Regions from separate parts of the Urocitellus parryii genome. Here region 2 is linked to region 1. Evidence: chromatin contacts called from public Hi-C data. All regions are on one chromosome and are shown on one strand. Each heading gives the region's core, a stretch centred on a gene start, on an enhancer-like site or on the middle of the called end of the contact. The rest is flanking DNA. Distances are from core to core; before and after follow the strand shown.

Region 1 (4,858 bases), core at 1,170-3,669:
GGCGCTGTAATTAGGGACCCAGTCGTACTGATGAAGGAAGAAGAGCCTGAGGGCAAGAAGAAGAAATTTTCACTGCATAACCCTGCAATTCTTAAGGGGATCTGCCAATAGTTCCAAACTCTAGTTACCCATTAAAATCAACTGGGGGAACATTTAAAATACAGGTATACACATCAATTAAGTGAGAATCTTTTGACAGTAGAGACTTTAGCACAGTTTTGTTCAAAAGATTCCCCAGTTGAGCCTAAGGTGATCTCAGGGCCTACAACCTTGATAGGTTTCCACAATCCTTTAAAGTTGCAGAGATTGAAGTATTCAAGTTTCTTTCATCAGATCTTCCTCAAAAAGGATCACAATCAGGATAGGAATTCAATAGGATGGTTCAGTTTGTGAAAAAAAAAAAAAAAGAAAGAAAAAAAAAAAGAAAGAAAATTATTCATACCAAAGAAAACACACCTTCTGGGTGCTAGGTCACTGTTTTCCATCTCTGTAACGAAGATATCCTGAGTGTCAAGCGATAAATTTTTGGTTTTGGTAAATGAACCCAGGAGTGTTTTTATTTTTTATTCTGAGACAGGGTCTCTTGCTGCTAATTGGAAGGTGGCCTTGAACTTGCCATCCTCCTGAGTTGCTGGGATTACAGGCATGCATTCACCACCATGCCTGGCTTTAAGTAGTAAATTTTGACTAAACCTTTAAAAAAAATCCTTTCAATGTAGGCAAAATGGAAAAAAAAAAACAATCCAACAACAGTCTGTAAAACATATAGGATTCTTTTGAAGAAAGACTCTGGTGATTAATCTGTACAAGTAATCACAGTTCATCAGGTGGAATGACAACAGATTTTTTTCCCAGAGGTAAAAGCAGTCTGATTTTTCTTTCTTTTTGTGGTGCTGGAGATTAAACTAGGGCTTACATTATCAGACAAGCATTTATCTTACAACCGAGCTCATTTTATCCCCAGCCCCAAATGAATCTGATTTAAAAGGGAAGCAGTGCTGGGAGAGGTAATTTTTCTCCACAGCAGCAGAAAAAAGTTCAATGAAAGGCCAGTGAGATCATGGATCAGAAAACTTATCTACCGTTCAAGACTCTGGAGAGAAAACTTGTCTAAGGAAATTCAGTCTCTTTGCAGATGTTTTGCTCACAAGCAACTCTCAACTCTCCAGAGTGCTCAAAACAAATAACATTAGAAATTAATTTCCAACAAAGAACAAATTCTCAAGCAGTAAACCGTGAGGACTGATAGGTTCAAGCAATGAAATGATTCACAATGGTTCAAAAAATTTTTAAAAAAAGGTAATATCTGTATTTTCAAATTTCCCTTAGCAATGTCCATACTGAGTAAAACCTCAAGTTTTTTCCGATTCAAGGAGTCCATTCACACTCTGTTGTAGGAGAGACAAAAGCAGCGATCTAATTCCAGGCCTTGCCACTGACCATCCTTAATCTGGTTGATTTCGTTCGCCAGTACTTCTCCATATTCTGACCAATCTGACCATCCTTATTACTTTAAATCATTATTCAAATAATTAGCTCCTATGTTAAGCACCGGAAGCTACTGAACTTTCACTCGGATCTCACCTTCAAGACTTGTAATCTAGCCAACTCACAGGTAGATTAGAATATATTGTAAAAAGCACGGAGGCAGCTAAGTACCTGGAACCACATGGATAACCAAGGCACCTAACGTAGCCCAGCAAGCACAATGGTGAGTCCGGAGACGGCTTCCTCGTGAAGCACTCGACAAGGTTTGAAAAATGAAAGCACGCTTCCTCTCTTCGGACCCCCAAAAATGTACCTCTGGTTCGCGCCTTCCTCCAAATTTCGATTCGTTATTGGCCACCACCCTTAGAGACCGCAGCTAAACCTCCCACCTCACTGCCCAGACTGCTCTCAAAATTACTTTTTTTCTTGGTGTCGCCTGAAGGCTCCTCTGTACCCGGAGAGACTGCAGCAGAAGATGGGGGTTCTGGAGTGGCTGTTTCTGGGGAGACATCCGTAAGTCCTTCACCGCCAGCAGCAGCAGTTGAAGGGAGTTGCAACACCGATTCAGGGTCCTCCGCCATATTGCACGGTGGAAAGCGAGAGCGGAAGTGGCAGCTGAGAGCGTGCAGAGGGCGGGCTCAGCGCTGAGGAGAATCGCAAAGGAGGCGCCAAAGGGGGATCTAACCCAACGGTGAACGTTGGAGCTTCCGGCTAGCTCTCCATATGGAAACTGTCTAGGACCCCTGGCTGTTACTATGGCATCTGGTGTTTTCTTACTGCGATAAACTTAAGGACGGGTTCCATGGGCAACATTCCCATGAGCGGCCAAGTGAAAAGCACCCCTCCGGTAAGTCGGCTCTGGCCCGAAAATGTTTCCGCTTCCCTCCGCATCTGCCCCGCCCTGGCCCCGCCCCTCAACCCCCCGCCCAGCGGCTCGGGAGCGCGCGCGAGCGCGTGCGGGAGGGGGCGGGTGGGGAAGGATCGCTGGCAAGATCCCGAGGCGAGGTTCGCGTGCCCGCCCCCGCCCTGGCCCCCAGCGCCCACCCAGTCGGCCCGGCCCAGCCATGATCAAGGCGATCCTCATCTTCAACAACCACGGGAAGCCGCGGCTCTCCAAGTTCTACCAGCCCTACGTAAGTATCCAGCCGCCGCCGATCATGGGCGAGGGGGAGTCGTTGACGGCGGGCAGCGCCCAGCGCGGCTTCCTCGGAGCGATTCCGTCCGGCGCGCTGCGGCCCTTTTAGCGCCCTGGCAGCCTCGAGCTCCCGGCTGTCATCTTCCAGTGGGTGTGAGCCAGGTGCCCACCTCCTCGCCGGGCTCCCAGCCTCCGACGTGGCTCTGCGGGGCGGCTCCTCCGCCCGTCTGTGGGCAGGGTGGTTTCCCGGCAGCTCGGGCCCGGCCCTCAGGGGTCGGGCATCCGCAGCCCACCTGCGCCCGCTCCGAGCCCCGCGCCCTAAGTCCCGGGAGCTCACCCCGCGCGGTTGCCTTCGTGCTGTGGGCGGCTCGGGTTGGCCCCGCTCTTCTCACAGCCCCACCTCCCTTACTTCCAACCCTTCCAGGTGGATTTCTTTATGTTCGCCAGTGGACAGATGGGCTACTGTTTTTCCGCTGTAATCCTCTCATAGCGGAGGAACTTTAGCCTCCCGCGTTTCGGTGACTGCACGCTCTGTACAGTCTCCCATGGATGTTTCCGTGAGATCAACTGCCCAGTGTGACTTTCAAGGTGTCTCCTTACAAAAGAGGAAGATAAGTGAGGAGCTGATAGTTTTATCATGCTTTTCACCTGATTGTGAATTACTTACTCTTGAAATAGCTGTTGACATTTTTCATGGCTGAAGTACGGTGATTCTATACCTAGAAGTTATGATTTCGGCTTCCGGTTGGGCATTTTTCAAGGGAATTTAGTTTCTCTTCTACTTCCAAAGAATAGTAATATTTGTAAAATCTCTCTTTTAAAACTGCATCGCTGTTAATATTCCTAAGTGCTCGAGGCTTTTAGGTAGTAATTTATAAATGATTGTGAAAGGGTTATATACATATGTGCCTACCTTGGGGCAAAATTCACCTCTAGGTTAAATACATAAAATTGGGCTCTGGATGATAGGATTAATGTGAGATGTAACTATTGTGTTGTATTGGGGCATTTTGCTTGTAGCCAGAAATGAACTTTCAATTCAGTATTGAAACTGTGCCAAGACTAATACTTTTATGCAGTTAGGTCCCAGATGGAACTCATTCTTGCCATTAAAAATTAAATGTGAAAATGTCAGTTTGTCTAAAATGATAATATAGTCTGTGGAGGTGTTGGCTGAAGAGAAATCTTGAGCTTATTTATTTCCTTAAGTTGTTTTGCCTTTGCTGGTGATAGAGAATATTTTGCATTAATCCTGGGTAGTTTTAGTTTAGTGTAACTTAAATATGAATGCTCCGTTTAAAAATTCTACATTATTCTTTAATCCAGAATATAATTCTAATTGATCCTTCTGAATAAAAAAAAATACCATTAACTTTCCGTTGTTAACCATTTCTTTAAAATGTTAATACCCTTTGTCAAAGGAACGTTTCTCTTAATCATTTTACCAGTGCCATTTTCAGTGAAGAAAAAGTATATTCCAATACTGAAATAGAATTCAAAATTTTATTTTTCCGTATCTCAATTTAATATTCCCTGGCTGATCAGTAATCAGTATACCACCCCGTAGTGTAGAATTTAACCATCTACTAAAATATGAATTTAATTAGGAAATCTGGAAATACATGTTTCTTGTTCAACAGTGGTAATAAAAATATTACAGGGTGATACATTTACTCACTAGATAGCACTGAAGCTTAATATGGAAAGAGGCTTCATGGGGAAATGTAGCTAGAAGGTATAAAAGGTCAGTTTATTGGTTGTGAAGAAGTGGGGTACCAGAAGCTGTTTCTGTGTATTAGTTTTATAAGTTGGATTTTTGCCAATAATATGCTTTCTCCAGTAGATTGTAATCTATTTGAGGGTAGATATCTTTTTCATTCATTTATTCCATCAGTTTATCAGTAAATATTTATTTCATGACTTATGTGTGCAGACACTGAAGATGAACAAATATATCTATCTTCTGCTCTTGTGGGAAGGGTGTAGACACAGCTAATAGGAAGCAGACTATATAGTGTGCCAGGTAGTAATAAATGCTGTGGAAAAAACAAAACAGGGCAAGGTGATAGGGAGTGTAAGGATGGCAGTTTTAAATAAGGTAGCCAGTTAAGTTCTCTTGAGAACGTGACATTTGAAAAAATACTTGAAGGACATAAGAAAGCAAGCCTTGCAGATATCAGGGAAGAGCATTCCAGGAAAATGTGTAAGCCCTGAGGAGAGAATGCCTCTTTGAAG
Region 2 (4,917 bases), core at 956-3,455, 210 kb before region 1:
TATACACATAACAGATGCTAATTTGTTAGCTCTTATAGCATCCTCAACATATAGACAACATCTATACATATATGCATTCAAGAAATGTTTATTAAATTCAAAATAAAGGAAATTTTAGCTTACACTTATAGTACAATTCCTGCTATCTTCTTTTTTGTCTCCTGGTCTTAATCCATAAAGTGAAGCAAGCCTAAGAGTTATCCTTAGCCTCTTCTCCCTCAAGCACTATAGCCAAATCATTACCAAGTCCTACTGATTTTACCTATTATTACATTATCTCCAATCCTTTCATTTTACTCCTTCCCCACTGCTACCACTCTAATCTAAGCCACTATCAGTTCTTGCCTGGACATCACAGTCTCCTCATTAGCCTTACAGGTCTTCTCTGAAACACCTTACCCACCCTTTCTACCTTACTTAAGTTATAATCCATGCATCCTATGTTGATCATATTTTCATTCCTCTATCCTACCTCAACATCACTGAACTACTTAAAACCCTCTGATGGCATCTCATATTGCTAAGTAAAACTAAAAAACCCAACATGACCAGCAAGGCTCTACATGTTCAGGCCCCTGCTGAACTCCCTTCCTCTGGCTCTTTATTCCTGACTATAATGACCTCTCTGTGGTTCTCAAATTCTCTAGGTTCACTCCTATCATAAGTTATTTCCATCTCTCTTATCAAAGTATTTACAACTCATTCTTAAAAGTTCACCATTAAAATTATTTTCTAAAGGAGCCTTCCATGATTCCAAAGACTAGATCACAAATTCCTTATTTCCTGCTCTTAAAATATACTAAACGGGGCACAGGGGCACAAGCCTGTAATTCAAACTTGCGAAGCAGGAAAATTGCCAAGTTCCAGGCCACAGCTTGGGAAACTTAGTAAGACCCTGTTTCAAAATAAAAAATAAAAAAGGAGGGGGATGTAGCTCAGGAATAGAGTGCCACTGGGTTCAATCCCCAGTACCACCACAGCAACAACAACACCAACACCAAAAACCAGGTTTGTGAATAGGCAGGTACTAATTAAAAAGGGTAGGATGAGAGGGGAATGAAAAAATGATGGCAGCAATCCTAAGTCATTTCTTTATCACCAGGACTTAACCCTCAATAGCTGCTAAAATGCTAAATGATGAGTGAAAATTGAAACATTAGATAGTTCTACTCAACTAAAGACATCACATTCTGTTGACTAAAGTTCCTTTTTTTTTTTTTTTAAAACACAATCCCAAAGATGAGAAGGGGCCTCTAATTTATTACCATTTTTTTCTACACCTTTTGCGGATGCTTCTAATGGAGTTCTTACAATGAGAGAAATGCTTAACCAAGAATCCTAATATCACCGGAAAAACTGAAAAACAATGAAATAAATACTGGCAGCACCTCAAATCCGATTAAAGTGGAGGTGTAAATTAGAGTGGGCGAAAGAAAGTTCAATAGGCTTTAAAATGAAGGACACAGAAGAATAGGCAAAAAAAGTCACAGCTAGCAGAAGCATTTCTGGAATTCACATATCTTAATATCCGGTCTTAAATGTCTCCTGTCCAAGGTTTAGAAAAGGAAAGCCAAATGCCCTGCATCAGCTACCTAGAGGTGATTCTTGAACTAGTCAAAGAACGGAGAAACGCGGACAGGAGGGAGGCACCCCTGCAGGTTACAGTCGCGACCCAGGAGCCGCGGCGAGTGGGGCGCGGGGCCTCTGAGGCCCGTGGTACCTGGAACTCGAGGGTGCACTTGGTGCCCTGTGCTATGTCCTCGTAGAAGCACTGCTTGGCGTTGTCCGGCAGCTCGAAGGTAATTTCGGAGGCGCCGCCGGGCCCCGTAACCAGCAGCAGTAGCAGCGCGAGAAGCCAGCAGCCCCAACTGCCCGCGGCAGCCGCCCAGCGTTGCGCAGACCCCGGCCGTGGCATCCCGAGACGGCGGCGGCCTCGACGGAGCTGCGCTGAGACGCGGGGTCAGGTCTGCGCGGAGTCACCGCGCGCCGCAGGCCTCAGTCCGAGGCGCCCTGAGAGGACGCACGCAAGATCCGTCTCGAGTACCAGGGAGGTGTGGGGTGACAGCAAGCCGCCGGATTCGGAAGAGGGGCGCGAAGGGGCTGGGCCACGGTCAAAGAACCACCCGGAGAGTAAGGAGAAAGCCTTCAGAGAAACAGCGGAAAAGGCCTGAGACGGCCGGAAATGGGAGTAAGGGCTTGAAGGGAAGGGGCGGGGCCTAAGGCACCTGCTCCAGCGACCCGGATGTGTTCTCAACGGAGGAAAGGCAGTGGAGTGTGTACGTGGAAGCCCAGGAGGCGTCCGCGGTGCCTCCGCTGCAACTCGGGACGAGGGGCGGGGCCATCGTAGTAAACGGGTGGGGCGGGGCCAAGAGAGGGCGTGGGGCCGACCATTGCGTTGGAGGTGCCGATCGGGGTACCACTGAACTTTCAGGAAACAAGTAATTATGTGCTACTAGGTTTTGAGTGTCAGGGAAGCTCTGAGTGAAGCTCTGAGACTGGTAGTAGAGCGCTTTGCAATTTGCAGAGTTTTCCTATAAGTAATAATTAATGTTTTAAGGACGTAGCCTGGCAAAGACTGCAGACTGCGAGGGTTCTAATTCTTGCTCTCTACCTCCTGGCCATCTAACCTTGGGCCGGTTGCTTAAACACTCAGCCTCAGTCTTTGTATCTGTTAAATGAGAATAATGATAGTACCTACTATAGAGGATTATTATAAGATTTCATTATTTGAAAAAAGCACCTGAAAGAGTGGTTGGCACATGGCAAGCATTAGATAAGCTTTTTAAAAATAAAAATAATCATTTATTGAGCATACCTATCATCAAGCACATTCCACTTTTCAAATAACCCAAACTAGTTAGTTATTAAGGATATATTTCTGATAAGGACCTTAAGGATCAAAAAAGTTGAGTAAAGTGACATATGATTATACCACTGGTTTGTGTTGGAGTGCTTATAAATTAATAGAAGGTAATGTTAATAATTGTACCTAACGTGTGCTATTTCTTAACAGTGCATTATACATTTTCTCATGCATTTTACACGAATTAGGTATAATTATTATTTAAATAAATGACCACTGTGGGCTCCAGTCATGAGAGGTTTGAGTAGAAGATTTTATGAGAAGGAAATAGCAGTAGATAGATTGGAGTCAGGCAGGGAAGTGAGGGTTGGGAGGTTGAAAAGTCAGTGAAGTTGGGCTGCTTCTTGGTCTGGGGCACCCATATTCTCTACGGTGGGGGAAAGAAGTAGAATATACCTGAAGTCAAAGTCCTTAGCTGCTGGGAGGCAATTTGGGCAAACAGATCTTGAGAACCAGGCCAGTAACAGAAGCATTATTAGTGTTGGGGAGTGGAAATAAGACTGAATTTGAAAATAGCAAATGTGGGTTCTATTTACTAACTGTGACCTTGAGCAAGTAACCTTGCTCTTTTAAAAGCTCTCAGTTTTTTTTCCTACATAAAATGGTGATACAAAGGAACTAGCAAAACAGAATGAATAAGATTAAAACAGTAATGTGATATAGATCACATATCCCTAAAAAGGCAAAAATTTTCAAGTATAGCACTACCAGATATCATTAAGCATATAGAGCAAAAAAATCTCTCTGTGCTGCTAGTGGAACAGTAAATTGGTACAATCATTTTGGAATGCAGTATGGCGTTATCTAATAAGTATAAAATATATATGTGTGTGTACACACATACACATATACACATATTTGAGAGAGTGAGAGAGAAAATTCACATGGAAATTCTACTTTACATATATTTTCGAGTGTATACTTTAGAGAAGTGTTTCTCGAAGTATCTTCTGAATACCCTTGGAGCCTCTCAAACCCTTTCAGAGGGTCTATAATTATCTGTGTGAGGCTGGATTTTTTATTACATGTGTCAGCTGAAACAACGTGTTATAACAGAGTGAATGTAAAAAGAGATAAGCACCTATCTTCTATGAATCTAGATGCAAGAGATTTATAAATATATAAAGTAATGTCTCTCTTCTCATTAAACTTATTTGGCAAATATAGCTATACTTCATTTTTAAATATGTTATTGGTGTATAAATATCTGTAATGGTTTGAACTGTATACTGCAAAAAAACATACATCCTAACTACTGTTTCTGTGAATGTGACCTTATTTAGAAGTAGGATTTTTGCAGATGTAGTTAAATTAAAAATTTCTAGATGAAATTTTTTGTGGATTTAGGGTGATCCTTGAATTTAATAACTGGTGTTCTTACACAAGAAAAGAGGGAGACTTAAGACACACAGAAACACTTGGGAAGAATGCCACATGAAGACAAAAGTTATGATGTGTGTGTAAGTCAGGAATACCAAAGATTGTCCACAGCCATCAGGAGTTAGGAAAGAGATTTGAAACAGCTTGTCCTTCAGAACTTCCAGAAGGAACCAACACTCATTATACTGTAATTTTGGAGTTTTGGCCTCCACAACTGTGAATGAATAAGTTTCTGTTGTTTTAAGCCATCAAGTTTGTGATTATTTGTTATGAGATTTTCAGGAAATAAATGTAATATGTAATGAATTAGATGTTATTTTACATGAATTATTCAATAAATACTTAGTTTAAATGTCTCAAAACTCAATAAGTTTTTCATTTTAAATGTATTAATTTTAAAACTTTTATTTTTTTTTTTATTTTTAAGGTACTGAGACTGAAAAATGTGAGAATCACTGCCTTAGAGAAACTCATGCATAGGTATACCAGGACACATATACAAGAACAGAGCCAAAGCCTTGTAATAGTCCTGCTATTTTGGATTGGAAGTGTCCCCCCAAAATGCATATTGTAAAATATACCAGTGTGGCACTTTTGGGAGATGGTGGAAACTAAGAGATAGGGCATACTGGGTGGTCTTCAGGTCATCAAGGGAATGTTCTCAAAGCAGATTG

Evidence for each region. Hi-C and Micro-C count contacts between places; a contact is called where the count stands out from the background.
Region 2: a contact with region 1 is called in a Hi-C map of muscle, with 4 times the contacts expected there. The contact joins the promoter of Tmed7 here to the promoter of Ap3s1 in region 1. A contact is called at or near these places in 2 of 2 Hi-C or Micro-C datasets (liver and muscle).

What each region holds. Positions count from the first base shown.
Region 1 is chr1:121,490,228-121,495,085 of mUroPar1.hap1, reverse strand. It overlaps Ap3s1 (adaptor related protein complex 3 subunit sigma 1), which reads left to right and starts at 2,419. Exons shown (of 6, transcript XM_026415477.2): 1 at 2,419-2,621. The coding sequence starts at 2,553. It overlaps Atg12 (autophagy related 12), which reads right to left and starts at 2,306. Exons shown (of 4, transcript XM_026415479.2): 1 at 1,907-2,306. The coding sequence starts at 2,069.
Region 2 is chr1:121,696,230-121,701,146 of mUroPar1.hap1, reverse strand. Tmed7 (transmembrane p24 trafficking protein 7) reads right to left here and starts at 2,205. Exons shown (of 3, transcript XM_026415476.2): 1 at 1,721-2,205. The coding sequence starts at 1,915.